Regions from separate parts of the Anolis sagrei genome. Here region 1 is linked to region 2. A link is a contact called in public Hi-C data. All regions are on one chromosome and are shown on one strand. Each heading gives the region's core, a stretch centred on a gene start, on an enhancer-like site or on the middle of the called end of the contact. The rest is flanking DNA. Distances are from core to core; before and after follow the strand shown.

What was found. A called contact is a pair of places that touch in the nucleus more often than the background predicts.
Region 1: a contact with region 2 is called in a Hi-C map of mixed tissue, with 4 times the contacts expected there. The contact joins the promoter of TUT4 here to the promoter of COA7 in region 2. A contact is called at or near these places in 2 of 2 Hi-C or Micro-C datasets (both in mixed tissue).

The regions. Positions count from the first base shown.
Region 1 is chr4:173,707,889-173,715,015 of rAnoSag1.mat, forward strand. It overlaps TUT4 (terminal uridylyl transferase 4), which reads left to right and starts at 4,843. Exons shown (of 32, transcript XM_067467881.1): 1 at 4,843-4,998.
Region 2 is chr4:173,566,608-173,574,069 of rAnoSag1.mat, forward strand. COA7 (cytochrome c oxidase assembly factor 7) reads left to right here and starts at 3,828. Exons shown (of 3, transcript XM_060773514.2): 1 at 3,828-4,041; 2 at 7,265-7,405. The coding sequence starts at 3,936. The region is part of intron 1 of ZYG11B (zyg-11 family member B, cell cycle regulator); the gene reads right to left.

The DNA.
Region 1 (7,127 bases), core at 3,593-6,092, 140 kb after region 2:
TCCTGTTGAAAATGGCTTTGGGGGGGAAAGACAATATTGAGTCAGACAGCGGACCTCAAAGGGGATCAACGCTGTCTTTTGTGAATTTAATCAATCTTTTTCTCCAGGTTTCTGTTGACTTCCTCTTCCCACTAGGCAGGCTCAAAAGGCGGGATGAGGGAATCAACAGTTATTGTTTCATGCAATGAGTCAATCAGGGAATAGCTTCGGGGGAAGCAGAGAGTTTCCCCCCTGAACATCACAACAACTTCAGGTCATACTTTGTGGGGCAAAGGTCAATAGGAAAGGCAGGGGAACATACTACATTTCATACAACATATTTCTCTACATAGTTCATAAGGGAAAACCCCATCCCACCCCATCAAGTTTATTTCAATATTCGATCTTTATCATAACCCAAACTGGAAATCCCAAGCTCTTAGGAAGGACGTGCGGAAACGGAGGTTGCTAGCAGTTCAAATCAAGCATTGATAGAAAGTTCATGGCCAGGGTTGTGGCAAACAGTCCAGTCCACGCAGCAGAGAGTCATGGTTTCAGGCAGAAGCCAGCAGATGGGCGCTGAGTTGATCAATAACAGAATCCATCGCTCAGCCCTTGGGGAACTACAACTCTCACAAAAGGGCAGAAGTCCCAAGATCCAGCCATTTCCCAAAAAGCCTCGTGGGGTCCTTGTTGTTGTCAGGGCCTTGGCAATGTGGCCAAGACTTAACCCTTGTTGTGTAGTCTGGTGCCCTTGCCCTTTGCAGAACTATAAGTCCTTATCCCTTAATTTTGAGGGGGGGTGGGGGGTGGTGCCTGACATCATAAGGTGCTATACAACAGCACTAACAATTTACCGGTAGTTCTGGCCCTTTGAGCCAAAATATTTGTGAGACACTGAAAGCATGAAGAGAATGTTTAATTCTTTTGTGCGATCATTGCTGAAGGGTCAGTAGCAACATTAATTTATATTTGTTATTTTATACTATTACACCATAACGCTTTCACAATGCCAGGACTCAGTCCGGTTTCCATCATCTCCTCCCATTTTCTCCTTCGTCCTCAAACTGCAAATGGCATTCAAAGGGCAAACATAGTTTGCACTCAGTGAAATTAAGAGAGGAGAGAGAGTGCATCATGAGTAAGAATCAGGCCCTTCCCAGAAGCTCTGGCAAAGAAAAGGGTTTAAGTTTCTCCTGTGCAATGTGTTCTTCTTTATTAGTTTTGCTACCTGCTGAACGTAATCCCCTCCCACACTGCCACCCACTCTGCCTTTGTGTCTTTTCTAATTAGATTCCAACCCTGAAGGCAGGGAACTGTTTGCTGTTCCTTTACTTGTGAAGTGCCATGTACAGTGATGGTGATATACAAATAAAGGATCATAATAATATTGAGGGATCCAGCATGGAATAGTGGTTTGAATGCTGGATTATGACTCTAAACCAGGGCTTCTTAAACCTTTCCACCTTTTTAGCCTGATAAGTTTTATGTGATCCTGGGTATATAGGTATATAAGACAGGCATAAAATGAACATTTACTGATAACAAATCAGCATTTTCAAAGTTTGCTACACAGACTGAATTTCCTTTTTGTAGAGTTTATACCTGAAGCATTTTCTGCAGAGTCCACCACAAATACTGCACAACAGATTATTGTAAATGTCTAAAACAGTTTACTTGGTCTAATTCAGAAACCTTTTACTGTTGCCAAATTATTCAGGACCCCAACACTGAGGTAAAGGGACCCCACTTGGGGTTGGGACCCACGGTTTTGAAGCAATAATCTGGGTTTGAATCCCAGCCCAGCCATGGAAAGCCACTGGGTGACCTTGGCAGAGTCACAGAGGCTCTTAGCCTCAGAAACCCCTGCGACAAATTCAGCTTGAAGACACAAAATAATAATCTTGACTACAATTTGACATTGGTTGGCACTTCCATTTTCACCTGTGAAATATCGCACAATATGCTTCACATTTTCTGGGGTACATTTCAGGGTATTTGAGCTTGGCCACTACCAACTGTATATGATTTCTGACTATTTTAGGACTGGTGGAGAAGCAGTGAGTATTGGAATATGATTCTGAAAAGCAGAGTTCAAATCGCCGTCAGACCATGAAAATCTCCAGGGTGACCTTGGGCAAGTTACACTCTCTCAGCCTCAAAGGGAAGCAAAGGCAACCCCCTCTGAAACAAATCCTGTAAATTGGAGATTATTTGAAAGCATACAATAATGAGGCCAACACAATATTTGCTGAGCTACTGCATTGAAAGAGAGTCAGAATAGGTTACCATCATCCCCACAAGAGTGTAGAGAGCCAGCTTGGTATAGTGCTTTCAGCACTGGACAATGGGTGCATCTACACCAGGCATGGGCAAACTTGGGCCCTCCAGGTGTTTTGGACTTCAACTCCCCTTACGTGGCTGAGAGGCAAAAGGAAGGGGCTTGAGGCTGTTAGGAATTGTGGGAGTTGAAGTCCAAAACAGCTAGAGGGTCAAAGTTTGCCCATGCCTGATAAAGATGCACCAGCCGACTCTGGAGCTCAGGGTTCAAACCATGGAAACCCAAGGCCTTTTCACACAGCCATATAACCCAGAATATCAAGGCAGATAATCCACATGCTTTGAATGTGATTTTCCTGCTTCTTGGCAGGGGGTTGGACTGGATGGCCCATGAGGTCTCTTCCAACTCTAGGATTCAATGATTCTAGATACAGGGAAGTCATGCTACTCCTCTACTCTGCCTGGGTCAGAACACACCTGGAATACTGTGTCCAGTTCTGGGCACCACAATTTAAGGGACATGTGGACAAGCAGGAATGTGTCCAGAGGAAGATGACAAAAATGATCAAGGGCCTGGAGAACAAGCCCTATGAGGAGTGGCTTAAAGAGCTGGGCATGTTTAGCTTGCAGAAGAGAAGGCTGAGAGGAGACATGATGACCATGTATAAATATGTGAGGGGAAGTCATAGGGAGGAAAAAGCAAGCTTGTTTTCTGCTGCTCTAGAGACTAGGATGTGGAGCATTGGCTTCAAACTAGGAGATTCCACTTGAACATTAGGAAGAACTTCCTAACTGTGAGAGCTGTTCAGCAGTGGAACTCTCTGCCCCAGAGTGTGGTGGAGGCTCCTTCTTTGGAGGTTTTAAAGCAGATGCTTGATGGCCACCTGTCAGGGTGCTTCGAAGGCGATTTTCCTGCTTCTTCAGGGGGTTGGACTGGGTAGCCCACGAAGTTGTCAGAAATATTAAATATTAACTAGGTATTTTTTATTACAAAAGTGTGAATCAAACACTGAAATAGCAGGCCGAAGCCTGTTAGAGTTAGTGGGCCAAAGCTAGTGTCGCTCTGAGGAGAGTGAGTAGGTCGAAGTCTGTTAGTGTTAGTTTGCTTCAGTGAGGGAACTCCCCAGTCTGTGTGAGGCTTGTCTGTGAGGTAAACCTGTGTATGAGAAGCCTCATGTGAAGGAGCTCCAGTGTATAAGGCTACTGTGTATATAAAGCTACTATGTATTTGTTTATTCTTATTGTGGAAACCTTGTTATTGTAAATTGTGCAACTATATTATTTTACTACAAAGAAAAGCCTCCTATGGAAGATATAACATTGGTCTGTGTGTTTGTGTTTTTTTTAACCTTTTTGGGCTATGGGTGTTGGATCACTCTGCTGCTGTTAATGAGTTGCCCTGCTGTACATTAATGGGAAGGGACTTTTATTAATAAGCCCACTCACCCAACAGAGGTCTTTTCCAACTCTAGGATTCTATGAAATGGGTTATCCAAAGGCACTTCCAGACAGGCCTTATACCCCAGGATCTGATCCCTGGCTTTCTGCTTTAAACTGGATTATATGAGTCCGCACTGCCAGATAATCTGGGATAAACAGAAAACCTGGGATCACATCTTGGGATATAGGGACTGCTTGGAAGGGCCAATTGCCCACACTGCCCTATAACACAGTTCAGTGCAACTGAAACATTCACACCTCCCTCCAACAGACAAGAGTTTTTTCTCCCATACTGGACATTCCAGTCAAGAAACTTTCCCATCTTCACACCCATAAATGAAGCTAGTGTACTTCAAAGGGCAACTTAACTTCTAAAATTGGAAGTATCGCCTCTTGGGTAAGCAGTTAAAAAATCAGAGGGCTCTTTAACCTCATTTTCCTAGTTTTCAAAAGACCTCACAACCTCTGAGGATGCCTGCCATAGATGCAGGCGAAACGTCAGGAGAGAATGCTTCTGGAACATGGGCGTACAGCCCGGAAAACTCACAGCAACCCAGAGATTCCGGCCATTTTTTTTTGTTGTGTCAGGAGCGACTTGAGAAACTGCAAGTCGCTTCTGGTGTGAGAGAATTGGCAAGGACGTTGCCCAGGGAACGCCCAGATGTTTTTACCATCCTTGTGGGAGGCTTCTCTCATGAGGAGCTGGAGCTGAAAGAGGGAGCTCATCCATGCTCTCCCTGAATTCGAACCTGCGACCTGTCGGTCTTCAGATTTGCTGACACAGATTTGCACCACCAAGCCATGAAAGACTTGGTAATAGTATGATAGCTGGGTATGGAAGCGAAACGTCAGGAGAGAATGCTTCTGGAACACGGGCGTACAGCCCGGAAAACTTAAAGCAACCTAGTGATTCCGGCCATGAAAGCCTTCGACAGCACAAGCGTCAGTCCTTTCTTGGGACAGTTCCCCTTCCTTCTCCGGAATCGAAACTTAAAGGGATTCCGTGGAAACTGGGGAAGAGCGGGCCAGGAGGAAGCGGGGGAGGCCGGGCAGTCCTGGAGTGACTCTTGCGGGAGTGGAAAGGGGAAGCGGAGCCTCTCCCTCTCTCTCCCCCTCCCCCCCCCCGCCCGTGTCTCCCTCTCCCCCACAATGCACTGCGCTCGGCGGCGGACATGGCGGCGGGCCCAGTCTGAGGCGCTCGCTGGCTCGCACCGCCGGGGCCTGCCTAGCGCCTCCTCCGAGCGGCGGAGCGGGACATGGAGCGGGGCGCGGCGAGGTCCGCCCTCGGGTGACGGGCAGGTAGGCCTCGGGCGAGCGGGGCGGGCCGAGGGTTGCCCTTGCGCCTCGCCCCAGGCGCCTCCCTTCCTCGGGACTGCCTCCCTCTCGCTCCCCGGCCTGTTTGCGCTCTGGGAGGCCTTTCAGCCCTTGGCGAGGGAGGAGAGTTGAGGGAGAGAGGCCTTCCTTTCCCTCCTCCGCCTCCTCTCCTCACAGGACTACGGAGCGGGGAGGGGCTGCTTGTCGGCTGACAACTTGAGAGAGCGAAGAATTGTTTTGTTTTGTTTCCGATCTGTTCACAACTTGAGGCAAGATTCCCCCGAGTCTTTCCCCCACTTTGGCGGAGTGCACCAGGCCGAGTTGGGACAGGATCTCTCCGTGCCCTTTCGACAGACTTTGGTGGGCCGTTTCTCGGCTCGGAGCGGTCCAGATTTCATTTCCTCAGCCCAGCGTTGAGCCTCCGAGCGAAGCCGAGCGTGAGGTCATCCTTGTAGGCCGGGTTTGTTGCGCAGCCCCATTATTATTAAGCACGATCAAAGAGATCCATAGTTTTCTTTGGTGTTTAAAAAGGGAGGGTATGCCTTTAAGGAACTGAGCGTACTTTTAGGACAGGCCTGGGCAAGCTTGGGCCCTCCTTCCAGGTGTTTTGGACTTCAACTCCCACAATTCCTAACAGCCTCAGGCTCCCTCCCTTTCCCCCTCAGCCACTTAAGCTGAACTGAGTTATATAGTTAGTGGAGAACAGCTATAGGTAAACTTGGGCCTCTCTCCAGATGTTTTGGACTTCAACTCCCACAATTCCTAACAGCCTCAGGCCCCTTCCCTTTCCCCCTCAGCTGAACTGCATTATATAGTCGTTGTAGAACAGGCATGGGCAAAGTTGGGCTTCCCTCCAGGTGTTTTGGACTTCCAACTCCCACAATTCCTAAGAGCCTCAGCTCCCTTCCTTTTCTCCCTCAGCTGCTTAAGCTGAACTGCATTATAAAGTCAGTGGAGAACAGGCATAAGCAAACTTGGGCCCTCCCTCCAGGTGTTTTGGACTTCAACTCCCACCATTCCTAACAGCCTCAGACCCCATCTCCCCCCCCCCCCAGCCGCTTAAGCTGAACTGCATTATATAGTTAGTGTAGAACAGGCATAGGCAAACTTTGGCCCTCCAGATTGATTGGACTTCAACAATTCCTAACAGCCTCAGGCCACTTCCTTTTCTCCCTCAGCCACTTAAGCTGAACTGCATTATATAGCCAGTAGAGAAAAGCCATAGGCAAACTTGGGCCTCCCTCCAGGTGTTTTGGACTTCAACTCCCACCATTCCTAACAGCCTCAGGACCCTTCCCTTTCCCCCTCAACCACTTAAGCCGGACTGCTTTATATAGTCAGTGTAGAACAGGCATAGGCAAACTTTGGCCCTCTAGATTGATTGGACTTTAACTCCCACAATTCCTGACAGCTTCAGGCCCCTTGCTTCGCTTAAGCGGTTGAGGGGGGAAAGGAAAGGGCCTGAGGCTGTCAGGAATTGTAGGAGTTGAAGTCCAAAACACCTGGAGGGAGGGCCCAAGTTTGCCTAGGCCTGTTTTAGGGGTTTGTCTGTAAGGCTTTTGTTGTTGTAGAATGGGAGTACAGTGTCTAGACCAGGCCTAGGGAAACTTGGGCCCTTCAGGTGTTTTGGTCTTTGACTCCCACAATTCCTAACAGCCTCAGACCCCCTTTTTTTCCTTTCCCGCTTGACTGATGGGGAAAAGGAAGGGGGCTGAGGCTGTTAGGAATTGTGGGAGTTGAAGTCCAAAACACCTGGAGGGAGGGCTCAAGTTTGCCCATTCCTGATTTGATCAAGGGAAGTCATGGGGGCCTCTCTATTTGGCTTTGGTCAGACCTCACCTGGAATGCTGTGTCCAGTTCTAGGCACCACAGTTGAAGAAAAATATTGACAAACTAGAAAAGGGTGACCAAAATGATCAAAGGTCTTGAAGCAAAACTCAGCTTAAGGAGCTGGGTATGTTTAACCTGGAGAAAGGAAAGCTGAAAGCCATGTTAAAACATTTGAAAGAATGTCACATTGAAGAGAATTCATGCTAGTTTTCTGCTGCCCTAGAAAGTCGGACAGGGAGTAGTGGATTCAAATTCAGGAAAAGAGATTCCACTGAAACATTAGG
Region 2 (7,462 bases), core at 2,578-5,077:
CCTTCCTTTTCCTCCTCAGCATCAGGCCCCTTCCTTCCTAACAGCATCAGCCCCCTTCCTTTTCCTCCTCAGCTTCAGGCCCCTTCCTTCCTAACAGCCTCAGTCCCCTTCCTTTCCCTCCTCAGCTTCAGACCTCTTCCTTTTCTCCCTCAGTCTCAGGCCCTTTCTTTTCTCCCTCAGCCTCAGGCCCCTTCCCTTTCCCCCTCAGCTTCAGGCCCCTTCCTTCCTAAGAGCCTCAGGCCCCTTCCTTTTCCCCCTCAGTTTCAGGCCCCTTCCTAACAACCTCAGCCCCCTTCCTTTCCTCCCTCAGCTTAAGACCCCTTCCTTTCTCATAACCTCAGGCCCCTTCCTTTTCCCTTTCAGCTGCTTAAGCGGAGGAGGGGGGAAAGGAAGGGGCCTGAGGCTGTTAGGAATGGTGCAAGTAGAAGTCCAAAACACCTGGAGGCCTCAAGTTTGCCCATGCCTGCTCTACAGAATGAGTGCAGTGTTGATGTTAATTTTTTGTGGAGAGGTGGCTACCAAGGTAGCAGAAATGGTCAACATTTTCTAATGTTCCAAATGAAGCAGAGTGTGTTTGAAGATGAGGACATACATAGGGAGACCAAGATGCCTGTTTATAAAGCCATTGTCCTCCCAACCCTGTTAATATGCCTGTAAAACATGAACCTCGACAGAAGTCACACTCAACTCCTGCAACAATTCTATCAGCGTTGCCTCCGAAAAATCCTGCAAATCTATTAGGAAGACAGGCGGACAAATGTCAGCGTGCTGGAAGAAGCAAAGACCACCAGCAGTTTTATCATATCTTATAATATTTATTTACTGTATTGTTGAAAGCTTTCATGGCCGGAATCACTGGGTTGTTGTAGGTATTTTCAGGCTATATGGCCATGTTCTAGAGGCATTATCTCCTGACGTTTCGCCTGCATCTATGCCAAGCATTATCAGAGGTAGCGAGGTCTGTTGGAACTAGGAAAATTGGATTTATATATCTGTGGAATGATCAGGGTGGGAGAAATAACTCTTGTCTGTTGGAGCTAGGTGTGAATGTTTCAACTGACCACCTTGATTAGCATTTGATGGCCTGCCAGTTTTTTGGTGTGGCTTGTTAGTGCCTGGGGGAATATTTTGTTGAGAGGTGATTAGCTGTCCCTGATTGTTTCCTCTTTGTTGTTTTGCTGTTGTAATTTTTGAGTTTTTTAATACTGGTAGCCAGATTTTGATCATTTTCATGGTTTCCTCCTTTCTGCTGAAATAGTTCACATGGTTATGGATTTAAATGGCTTCTCTGTGTATTCTGACATGGTGGTTGTTAGAATGGTCCAGCATTTCTGTGTTCTCAAATAATATGCTGTGTCCAGATTGGTTCATCAGGTGCTCTGCTATGGCTGACTTCTCTGGTTGAAGTCCTTTCATATTCCTTGATTCGTGTTTGGGCGCTGCGTTTGGTGGTCCCTACTTGTCCACAGCTGCATGGTATACGGTAGACTCCTGCAGAAGTGAGAGGATCCCTCTTGTCTTTTGCTGAATGTAGCATTTGTTGGATTTTCTTGGTGGATCTGTAGATAGTTTGTATGTTGTGTTTCTTCGTCAGCTTCCCTGTGCGGTCAGTGGTTCCCTTGATGTATGGCAAGAACACTTTTCCTCTGAGTGGATCTTTGTCTTTACTTTCATGGCTTGTTCTCAGTCTTGCAGCTCTTCTGATGTCTGAGGTGGTGTATCCATTGGCCTGTAGAGCCCAGTTGTGGTGGTTCAGTTCATCTTGAAGGAGGTGGGGTTCGCAGATTCTTTTTGCATGGTCTGCTAAGGCTTTAATGGTTCTTCTTTTTTGACTTGGATGATGGTTGGAGTTTTTCTGTAGATATCTATCTGTGCGTGTGGGTTTTCTATAAACTGTGTGACCCAATTGTTGATCTGGTTTGCGGAAGACTAGGACATCTAGAAAAGGCAGTTTTCCTTCATTTTTTTCCATGGTGAATTGGATGTTTGGGTAGATGCTGTTAAGATGTATTCACTATATTGTTATAAGTAACCACTGTATTGTTATAAGTGGCCACTGTATTGTTATAAGTGTCTTGATACTGTATTGTTATAAGTGTCTTTTTAAACTTACCACATAGAATACAAACAAGTCTTATCAAGCCTTGTTGTTTGGTTTGGTATTGTGATATGGCTTAAGACAGGGGCCCTCAAACGTTTTAAACAGAGGGCCAGGTCACAGTCCCTCAAACTGTTGGAGGGCCAGATTATACTTTGAAAAAAATATATGAATGAATTCCTATGCACACTGCACATATCTTATTTGTTGTGCAAAAAACATTTAAAAACAATACAGTAATTAAAATGAGGAATACTTTTAACAAATATAAACTTATTACTATTTCAATGGGAAGTGTGGGCCTGCTTTTGGCTGATCGCAGATCCCACAGATCCCAGGCTTTTGCAAGAAGGCGCCATGTCAGATAAAAGGCTGTCAGAACCAAACTGGAATAGTTGTGCAGTGTGGATGCACTCTATGTCTCAAAGGTGTTACAAGAACCCTTTGCATATTGTTATCTCAGATTAACACAGCCATGTCTTTGAATTCCAATCATACTACGAGGGTTCTAAATCAAAGAGGAAAGCTTTCAGACCCATTTGAACTCCAGTACTTTGAAATATACTCTCTCAGTCACTCAGACCTCATCTAGGCTGCCAAATAATGTAGTTTCAGAATGCATAATAATAATAAATAAAATCTAATAAAATATATTAACTTCAAAGAGAACCAAAGTGGTGAAGCTGTATGTGTGTTGATTTATGGGAACCAAGGTTATAATCCCTGATCAGTCACAGAAACCTACTGGGTGGCCTTGGCCAGGTCTCACTCTCTCAGCCTCAAAGGAAGGTAGACACCCTTCTGAACTAAACCTTGCCAAGGAAATTTTGTGATAAGTTGCACTTAAATCAAAAACAACTTGAAGTCACACAGCAACAATAACACTATGTAACACGATTTTTGTTCCTGGGTTATAAATGTCATTTCCTAATTGGTTCTATCATAAAAACTTAGGAAAAATTTATTAAACTGCAAAAACTGCTGGACATCCTGCAGAACATTTTGCTATAGCGTTTCAATTAATATCTCACCGAGTCTCAAGCAATTCAACATAGTTTGTGGCAGCCACAAAAATGAAGCTTCTGGAGTTCAACAACTACTTTCAATGTAAGTTCCACACAAACAGGAAATAGGACGAAGTACATAATTATTTTCAAATTTTGTTACATAGTGTGATCTACAAAAACAGAGTTTAATAATAGAGGGTAATAGAAATGAAAGTACAACCCGTAAAAGTGAAAAGCCTTGAAGAACAGAAATATTTTAATAACTTTCCTACTTCACAGTATTTTTGCTGTCTTCTTTAAGCTGTTCGTGGTATTTATTATTTTATTTATTTATATTTAAATACTGTTTTTTTTAATATTCTGCCTTTCTCCAGATGAAGGTGCAAGTTAATAAACATGCGAAGGATGTTATGCAATCCTGGGAGTTGTAGCTTTGTGGGCTATATTATTCCCTGTCAGAGAGTTCCATAATAATAACAGCCTACAAATCCCAGGATTCCATAGGATGGAGCCATGGCTGTTAAAGTGGAGTCAAACTAATATAATTGTGTAGCTTCAAAAATAGCATTCCTGCGCCTTTAATGAACAGCTGGGTTGAAGAGAGGCAGCCGGGATTTCTTCTTAGGATGAGTAGTTGAGCTACTGACGTCACTGCCTACATCACTAATTACACTGCAACCCACCCCGCCAGTTCAGCTTCAACGGAAGTGACGTTTGATTGTGTCCGTCGTCGATTTCCTTCCGCCCGCCGCAAGAGGGGAAGGCTTTTTCTGGGGCGCTTTCACCTTGTAGGAAGAGCCTCAAGGGGGAGATGCTCTTTTTGGCGGGACATGGCAGGGCTGATCAATTTCGAGGATGAGGAGGAGGTGAAGGGCTACCTGGAGAACTTGGGCGTCGAGTACAGCTTCCAGTGCTACAAGGAGAAGGATCCTGACGGTGAGAAGGAAGGCTTGCAATGTGGGAATGTCTGTTTGTGTCCACACTGTGGAATTAATGCCGTTTGACACCATTTTAACTGCCATGGATCAATGCTATGGAATCCTGATTGTTGTCCTTTGGTGAGGCACTGACCTACTTTGGAAGAGAAGGCCAAAGACATTGTAAAACCCATGATTGTGTGACTTTGAGCCATGGCAATTAATCTGCATTAATTTTAGTCCTATTGAAAGCAGGAAATTTTACTTCTGAGGAGGCATAAGTACAATTTCGCCTAATTCAGTAGGATTTATGACCAAGCTCCAAATTTACTTCTAATGTATGATTGGCATTTGTAGATCTGGCAGGGCTATTTTGAATATTTGGATAGCACCGTGTTCTGATATTAAAAGTTCAAATTAACAAATTAATGCTCTTTATTTTGGCATCAGTGTACTGTGAAGAAAATATGTCATGATCTAGGGAAGTCATAGGACCTCGTCACACTAGAGAATGAATCGACTTTAAATCTGCTTGCTTGCCTCCTGCAGAATTCTGGGGTTTGTAGTTTAGGAAAGAGCCTTTAACAGCCTCACTAAACTACAAACCCCAGAATTCAGCAGGAGGCAGAAACTGGATTTAAAGTGGATTCATTCACTAGTGTGATGAAATAGATAGTCCTGCTCCTGTGTTCTGCTTTGATCAGACCTCACCTGGAAGACTGTGCCCACTTCTGGGCATCGCAGTTCGAGAGGGATATTGACAAGCTGGAAGGTGTCCAGAGGAGGGCAACTGAAATGATCCAAAGTCTGAAAGCCAGGCCCTATGAAGAATGGCTTAAGGAGATGGGTATGTTTAGCTTGGAGAAAAGAAGCCAGGGAGGGGACATGATACCTATGTCTAAGTAAATGAAAAGATGTCCCATTGAGGAGGGGTGAGCTAGTTTTTTTTAGTCCTCTGGAGACTAGGACACAATGGAGCTATGGATTCAAATTGCAAGAAAAAAAGATCCCATCTAAATATTAGGAAGAACTTCCTGATAGTAAGAGCTGTTTGGCAGTGAAATATGCTGCTTCCTCGCAGGGTAGTGGTGCCTTCTCTGGAGATTTTTAAGCAGAGTCTAGGAGCCCTCCCACACAGCCATATAACCCAAAATATCAATACAGGTCATCCACAATATCTGCTTTGAACTGGGTTACCTGAGTCCACACTGCCATATAAACAAGTTCAATGTGGATTTTATATAGCTGTGTGGAAGGGGCCAGGGTGGCCATCTGTCGGGAGTGTTTTGACTGTGTGTTTCTGTATGGCAGGGGATTGAACTTGTGGTCTCTTCCAACTCTGTGATTCTACCTATTTGAATCATTCCTGAATCTACAAGGGCCTCTGTAGAAGTCAATAAAGAAATGAACTTATTTTCTTGTCTAAAGGATAGGGTACAAAAAGGTATTATTTTCCTTCTAGTCTGCAGCATTTTTTTTTACTGTGCAGTGATATCTTTCTAAAAATAACTTCACCCATCATCTGTATTTTTCTGCCTAGAATCCAATGCCTTTCCCTCCAGCCTTATAATATTGTCTTGTTTTCATGTGCCTTCAAGTCATTTCCAACTTATAGCAACTTTAAGGTGATCCTCTGGCTTTTCTGGGTCTGAGTGTGTGTGACTTACCAAAGTCACTCAGTGGATTTCGATATCCAAATACAAAATCGATCTCTGCTCTTGCGTCATAATCCAATGCTGAAATCATTGGCTCTATAGTAAAATAATTAGGACTAGCTTTGTGAACAAATAGTGGTTGCAAACTTAAAGAAATTTCAGTTGAGACCTTCCAGTAGATATATTGAAGGCTGGGGTTTCATTTTAGTCATAGGTCAAATTGTTGGACAATTCCATCTTCCTCTTTGACTATATTGCCTACTTTCAAATTATCATATATTGTTTTCATAAACCAAGATAAACCCCTTCCTTAGTAGCGCAGTACACCAGGAAATCTCATTATGTATGAACTGGGGAGCTATATTTCCTAGTTTTGCTGCCAGCTGGGATACTGAATCATGGCTTTAAATTTGTTGAGTATTTTTACTTGTTCTTAAGGTGTTAGCTATAATTTCCTTTTTCCAATAAAATTGAAAGCTGTGGTTAGAGGCATGTTGGCTATGGTAATCTACGCTCTTGTTATATCTGGAATAGACTACTGCAATGTGCTCTACGTGGGGCTGCCTTTGAAAACTGTTCGGAAGCTTCAAGTACTCCCAACGGGTGGCAGCCAGGTTGCTCACTGGAGCCACATACAGGGAGCATACAACCCTCCGTTATGTCAGCTCCACTGGCTGCCAGTCTGCTACTAAGCACAATTCAAAGTGCTGGCTTTGGCCTATAAAGCTCTAAATGGCTCCACTTCAACTTACCTGTCCAAATGTATCTCTCTATGAACCTGTTAAGAGAGTTAAGATCTGCAGAGGAGGCCCTGCTCTTGGTCCCACCCCTATCGCAAGCAAAAATGGTGGGAACGAGAGACAAGGCCTTCTTTGTAACGGCCCCTTGATTGTGAAACTCCCTCCCCAGTGATATCAGACTGGCCCCCTCGCTCGTGGTGTTCAGGAAAAAAGTGAAGACCTGGCTTTGCAGTCAGGCATTTGGGTAGTGCAATATAGAATCAGCACAATGTAGCATGCAAATGACATCCTTACGACTGGGTATTATGTTTTAATAGTTTTATGATATTTATGTATTTTAACTGTTTAGTTCACTGATGTATTATATTGTATTTTATGTTATTGAACATGTGGCATCGAATATTGCCTTTATGTACGCCGCTCTGAGTTCCCTGTAAGGGTGAGAAGAGTGGGATAGAAATAAATCAAATAAATAAATATTGATTTATCTTAAAGGATGAATGAAGATCCTATGTGTCTAGGCAAAAAGCTCGTTCATATCATTCTGAAATATAATACTGAGGCAGTATATATCAGTGGTTTCCAAAATTGAACTTACTCAAATTATAATATCAGACTCATCTATAACTCAGACAGCGAATCCCATTACTTCTATAACTCAGAAGTCACCCCCACTCCTTATGCTTTTCTCTACACTGAGAGGCAAAGGATGTCAGGAACAATATAAACTGCTGTCCTAACTGATGAAAACAAAACCAAAAAAAGTAAGCTGATCTTGCAAGTTAAACACAATGGGTGAAGCATAACCATGATTCTTTATCACCAATGCTTTATTGTAAAACCATAGGTTGTCACCGTCTGGCAGAATACCTAGAGGGAGTGAAGAAAAACTTTGAGGGAGCTGCTAAAGTGCTAAAGCAGAATTGTGAAACTAATTCACACAGTGAAAGCTGCTACAAACTTGGAGCTTACTATGTGACTGGAAAAGGTAAGGAAGAGCTTCTCTATATGTCTACTATCTCTGAAAGTAAGAAAAAAGACAGTT